Regions from separate parts of the Mus musculus genome. Here region 1 is linked to region 2. The links are chromatin contacts, called in public Hi-C maps. All regions are on one chromosome and are shown on one strand. The core of a region is the stretch at or near the end of the contact, and the rest is flanking DNA. Distances in the headings are between cores, read along the strand shown. Region 1 has its middle 14 kb from the start of Gm41208. Region 2 overlaps Fndc3a (fibronectin type III domain containing 3A).

Region 1 (2,700 bases), core at 141-2,640, 440 kb before region 2:
GGATCTTATGCTATAGCCTGGGCTGGACCTGAACTTCTGATTTTCCTGTCTGTCACCCAAGTTTATCACCATATCTAACTCATCAAAAGAGTCTGCAAGTGCTAAACTGGATTGGTGTCCCTGGAGGAACCTGAGTTGGCACAGATACTGCCCAGAGTGGAAGGAGAGTTAGCATGCTCTCTCCAGCTTGATGCGATCATCCAGTCTCATCCTAGGGATCCCAAGGTGGGAAGGACCAGCTCTGAGAGAACAGATCTCGAGAGTGGGTTGAGAAGCAGGAACCCTGCTGGCATACCTTCAGGGCAGCTGAGCTGGGCCAGGGTCATGGAAGGTCTCATTGCCATTACCTAGGCTGTGGGAATGACGCGTGACACATTTGGTCGTGTTGATTAGCACACAGGGGCAAGCATAAGTCCAGCAACCTCGGGCCAGGTAAAGACTTTCAACTGAGGAGTAGTGGGATGGGGCATAGGAGTAGAGGTACTCTGGCATCCTCAGGGAGGGGCGGAGAGTGTCTGTGGTCTTCTCAGGAGGAGGTCTGGCCTCAGCGGGCCGTTGAAGGAGGCAGAAACAGTAACCAAGGTTACCCAGCCTGTGCTGCATACTGGGAGGTGTGGTGGCCAGCACCTGGCTGATCCGATTTAATCTTTGTAGCTCTGAGAAGCAGACACATGGGTTACTCCAGCTTTATTGGAGAAGAAACAAATTTTAATTTTGTCCCCATCCACAAAAACTAGCAAAGAAGACATCAAATCCGTTCAATCACTCGTTCATTCATTCATTGCTTTGTCTACGACAGAGTCTTGTATATCTTAGGTTGGCCTCTAATTCAGTATGTGGTCGAGGATGACTTCCAACTCCTAATCCCTCTGCTTTTAACCACCCAGGTCGTGGGATTTTAGGCACGAGCCACCACATCCGGTTTACTCAGTGCCATGTTAGACAAGTACCCAGCAACAACTCTTTTGCTGTTGTCGTTTGCATTTCGGAAACTCTCAAAATGAGGCACCTGAGACATGGAGAGGATTGTTTTCCTTAAATAAGGGATTATCTATCGCATTCCCATCCCCGATCTTGGTTTCTTGGGCAGGTCCGTCTGTTCATCGTCTCGTCCTCCTCATTTGGTTTAAGACAACTATCATAAAATAAAAAGACTCTCAGCGTAGAGGAGTGAGAGGATCTCGTGGGTGCGCGATGTAGTGTTTGATTACTGTTAAGGAGTCCTGCTGAAAGGGAAAAAAATCAGTTTACTAATTACAAATAAGTCTGGGCTCAGGTGGAATACCAGACACCAACACTAGGGGGAGCTGTGGGGCATTCTTGTGCCTCTCATCTTTTTTTTCCCAACCCTGTGGCTTTGGGCAGAGGCTCCTGAGACAAACTCCACAGATCTTGGCCTCCAGCCCTTGCTGGATTGTGTTGGAGCCCGAGACTGGCTTGTTGTCATTAATACAATTTGTTTCATAAACTCTGTTTGTTCGTTCGTTCGTTTGTTTGCATTTCAGCGAGCCTCAGAATGAGACCCTGGAGGCACGGCAAGGAGTGCTTTTCTTACTGAAGGCATTATTTATCACAGTATCCTTATCTGAAGTGATGATTCTCATTCTCCAAATTGAATTTAATTAATTTTCATATTTCAAGAGCTTGATAGCTGCTAGCCATATCCCCTTTGCCAGCAGCTTCTGAAAAAAAAATCACTGTCTTTTCTTTGACATCCTAACATCGTGAACACACCCCTCTGGAGTAAACTAATAGATATGCCAGGCCACACCGAAGAATTCTCTGGTCAAAGGTGAGTCTCTCAGTAAAACACAGCCCAGGAGTTTGCAGCCAACAGACCGAGACAGTGGGAAGGGGGGGCTATTCCAGGCAGGAGATAGATACCTTTCTTTTTCTTACATTCTGGAAAGTGGTCTGAGAGAGACCCCAGAGCAGAAGTAGATGCCACTCAAACAGTTCCATCAAGGTAGAAGGCCCTTTGTGTAGGGTCTAGCCAGGGCCTTGCATGTGTGTCTTTTAGACATTGTTATTGGCTCAGGAACCCCCCAAGACCAAGTTCTCAGCACCAAGGAGATTTGTCTGTCCCACAGGGACAGAGGGCAGGGAATGAGAGACAAAGAGGAGGAGGAGAAGGGGAAGGAGACAAATGAGAGGGGAAGGGGTATTTGTTCTGGGGAACAAAGGACTGCCTCTGGTTAGAGAGGAGACAGACATGGCCCATAGGAAAGTGGTGGTTTATAAAGGTAAAGGGGGAAACCCTGTTTTAGGATGAGGTGTTTAATTGTAACTGGGCATATTAACTACATGTGTCAAAAGGGGGCTTTTCATTACTGGATTTCCAATACCTTGAGAGCTGAACCTTGGCAGTCAGCCTCAGGAGGAAGAAATGGCTAAATAAGGGAATGGTCCTTGATGGCTAGCTTTAGGAATAGAATTCTTTTTTTTTTTTTTTTTTATTGGCAAGGCAGAGAGAACAAGGGAGAAGATCAAGGCCTATCAGAGCCACATGCTCAAGGCCCTTCAGTATCCACGGGACCTTGCAAACCAATTTTCCATGTTTGTTTTCCAGTGTCTTAGAGGAAGTTCATGCCTGAGGCTGATGTCCACTCGAGTTTTGGCCCTTCAGACCTCCTCCCTGTCCAGGCCACGGCTTCTTCTGGCTAGCTGGGGCCTCAGGCTGTATCTAGATGTTTGGGCCTG
Region 2 (2,700 bases), core at 8-2,507:
TGGGATGCTGAAAGTTACCTGGATGTGTGAGAGCAATGCAAAGACCCAAGAAAGTCAGACAGAGCACTGTCTTTGACTAGGTTCTCACAGGCCAGTTGTTACTTAGAATGCTGGAGTTACTAAAATTCTCATTCATAATTACATAGTTCATGACAAGGTGAAAATGTGGGCATCATTTCTAAAATCAAAATGACTCCCAGATTGAATTTTTTTTTTCATTTCTGTGTTAAAATCTATCTCATTTTTTTCCTTCCTGGAAATAAGTATTTGTTATCTTGTAGCTTCTGTTGGCTAGGAATCCAGGAACCAGTGGTTCAGATTTAAAGACTTCTGAAGTGGAATCATTTGAAAGGTGTTGACTTCCAAGTTCACTCACCTGGTTCCTCCCTGGGCCCTCAGATCTCACCACAGATACTTTCCCATAATATGCCTAGGGCATTTCTGCTGTACTCTTTACATCAGAGGAAACTATTGGGAATAACTTAGGGCTGTCAATTACAAGCACACTTAATGTGAAGACACACAGTTCTCCAACAGAGAGGACTTCTCAGTTTCAAAGTGTTTAGTCATTTCACTGAGCTTGTGTTTTGCTCACTGCTTGATTCAATGTGTTATCAGGTAATGAACATTAGATCTTTGTGTTCTCAGGTCATTGCTTATAACTCAGAAGGTAAAAGCAATCCTAGCGAAGTGGTGGAATTCAGTACCTGCCCTGATAAACCAGGAGTACCTGTGAAGCCTTCAGTTAAAGGGAAGATACACTCGCACGGCTTTAAAATTACTTGGGGTAAGATGTTCATTTTGTGTTTGATAAAAATAATTTAAATATGAACTTTTCTTTAAGACCAGCCTTGTGAAAATAAAACTGTACCTGTTGCTAGAAATTTTTCCCATTCATCCTTAGAAGAGAAGAAGAAAATCCATAAGCAACTAGTTCAAAACTCAAGTTCCTGTTTTGTGGATGTAAATGTCCAGATGGATAAATTATTGTTATTTTAAGCCATGCGCAGACAATGGCTCATCGTGTGTGTTGTTAGATGTTGTAGCACCTTCCTATGGGACAAAAGGCAGACTCACAGGAGTTGTTCAGAAGAAAGGGATACTGTTGATGGACACAGTATCTGTGGAAAGCTGTGCTCACAGATACTGACTAGGTTTGACACTAAAAGAACTAGGTGGGTGGGAGGGAGGCTGCTGTAAGAGGATAGACAGGGTCAGCTTCCTGTGAAAGAGAGATTGCTCAACATGGAGCCAGCAGCATTGCGTCATCTTGGCTCTCAAGTCAACAACAACAAAATGGAACATTTGCAGAACATCTGCCCACTTACATATGGGCAATCCTGCCTTGGAGACAGTTGAAAAAGTCACCATATGACAAGTACAAACTTCAAGTTCCCTTTGGAGCTACATGAATGGAATGTTGTGCAGCCACTAAAATTGTTATAGACTCAACTGTTTTTTGTTTTGTTTTGTTTTTAAGATTTATTTTTTATTATACATAAGTTCGCTGTAACTGACTTCAGACACGCCAGCAGAGGGCGTCAGATCTCATTATGGGTGGTTGTGAGCCTCCATGTGGTTGCTGGGATTTGAACTCAGTACCTCTAGGAAGAGCAGTCAGTGCCCTTACCCTCTGAGCCATCTCACCAGCCCCTAGAGTCAACTTTATATGGGTAGGTTCAGTAGGAAGACTGATATATTAATTGAAAAACGCTGACAGCAGAGTAGACAAAGGATGTGTGAATAGTAATTGTTTCAGGTAATTCTTTTCCCCCTATAACTATCTGTCTTTGTATTCTGTCTATTGGGATTTCCATAATACCACTTTTGTTTGTGATAGATCCACCAAAAGACAATGGAGGGGCACCCATCAATAAGTACGTGGTGGAGATGGCAGAAGGTTCTAATGGTAAGTATAGCCAGTACAGCTGATAGACATGTTCTGTTTGCTGACATAAACACAGTTTTGCTGCGCTGCAAATTGTCCTTGATTTGGTGATGGCAGGGGTGAGGGTGTTTGTGGCAGCTATGATTATGCCCATTATGATGCACTTCAGATAGTGACCTCTGGAAATACAGTGGGTCAAATGTCAGCCTCTATTATGTTTTCTTTCATTCTTTTTTTCATGTTTATATTGTTTAAACCTAGCATATCCAGACTCATTTTTAGATACTATATATTTAATGTTTTTATTAAAGAGTAGTTTATTAAGTAAGGCTTATACCCATGTGTACTAGAGGAAAACTAGTCTCTGGAGGTTAGCCCTAATTAAGGTTTTTATGACATATGAACTTTATGCTTGAGTCACCTGTTCATCAGATTTTATTTCTATAAAAGGCACGCTTACTGCAAAGAAAGGTCTTAAAATTATGATTAAATGTGTTATGATACTGATCCTTTATATTCTTTGTTATTACTGGGCCAGGAGACACATTTAATATGCTTAATTAAAAACAAATTACCAGTCTAAGCCAAAGATTGTACAGAGATATTTCAGTTCAACAAAGCCATTCAGATTTGTGTTGTAGACCACGTGCATAAAGAAAATTAAATCTTTTCCAGGAAACATAAAGTTAGGCTTGAATTGTTTCTGACAAGTTACATACACACTTTTTTTTGTTTTTGTTTTTTATTTCTTTTTTCTTTTTTTATTAGATATTTTCTTTATTTGCATTTCAAATATTACCCCCTTTCCTGGT

The links. Hi-C and Micro-C count contacts between places; a contact is called where the count stands out from the background.
Region 1: a contact with region 2 is called in a Hi-C map of uterus, with 2.8 times the contacts expected there. The contact joins two enhancer-like sites. A contact is called at or near these places in 2 of 15 datasets of contacts at CTCF or cohesin (large pre-B cells and pro-B cells), 36 of 484 Hi-C or Micro-C datasets (3T3-L1-derived adipocytes, B cells, the Ba/F3 cell line and 28 more), 3 of 115 datasets of contacts at active chromatin or transcription factors (bone marrow-derived dendritic cells, large pre-B cells and trophoblast stem cells) and 1 of 9 other capture datasets (liver).

What each region holds. Positions count from the first base shown.
Region 1 is chr14:72,999,166-73,001,865 of GRCm38.p6, reverse strand. No RefSeq gene overlaps it. Among named protein-coding and RNA genes, the nearest start is that of Gm41208, 14 kb to the left of the region's middle. Within about 2 kb of position 1,390, at least 12 of the 459 cell types and tissues checked have an H3K27ac peak or open chromatin away from gene starts, as enhancers often do. A contact at or near this core is called in uterus, where this site is marked.
Region 2 is chr14:72,562,693-72,565,392 of GRCm38.p6, reverse strand. Fndc3a (fibronectin type III domain containing 3A) reads left to right here. Exons shown (of 26, transcript NM_207636.2): 15 at 649-787; 16 at 1,841-1,909. Among named protein-coding and RNA genes, the nearest start is that of Gm30500, 72 kb to the right of the region's middle. Within about 2 kb of position 1,257, at least 7 of the 459 cell types and tissues checked have an H3K27ac peak or open chromatin away from gene starts, as enhancers often do. A contact at or near this core is called in uterus, where this site is marked.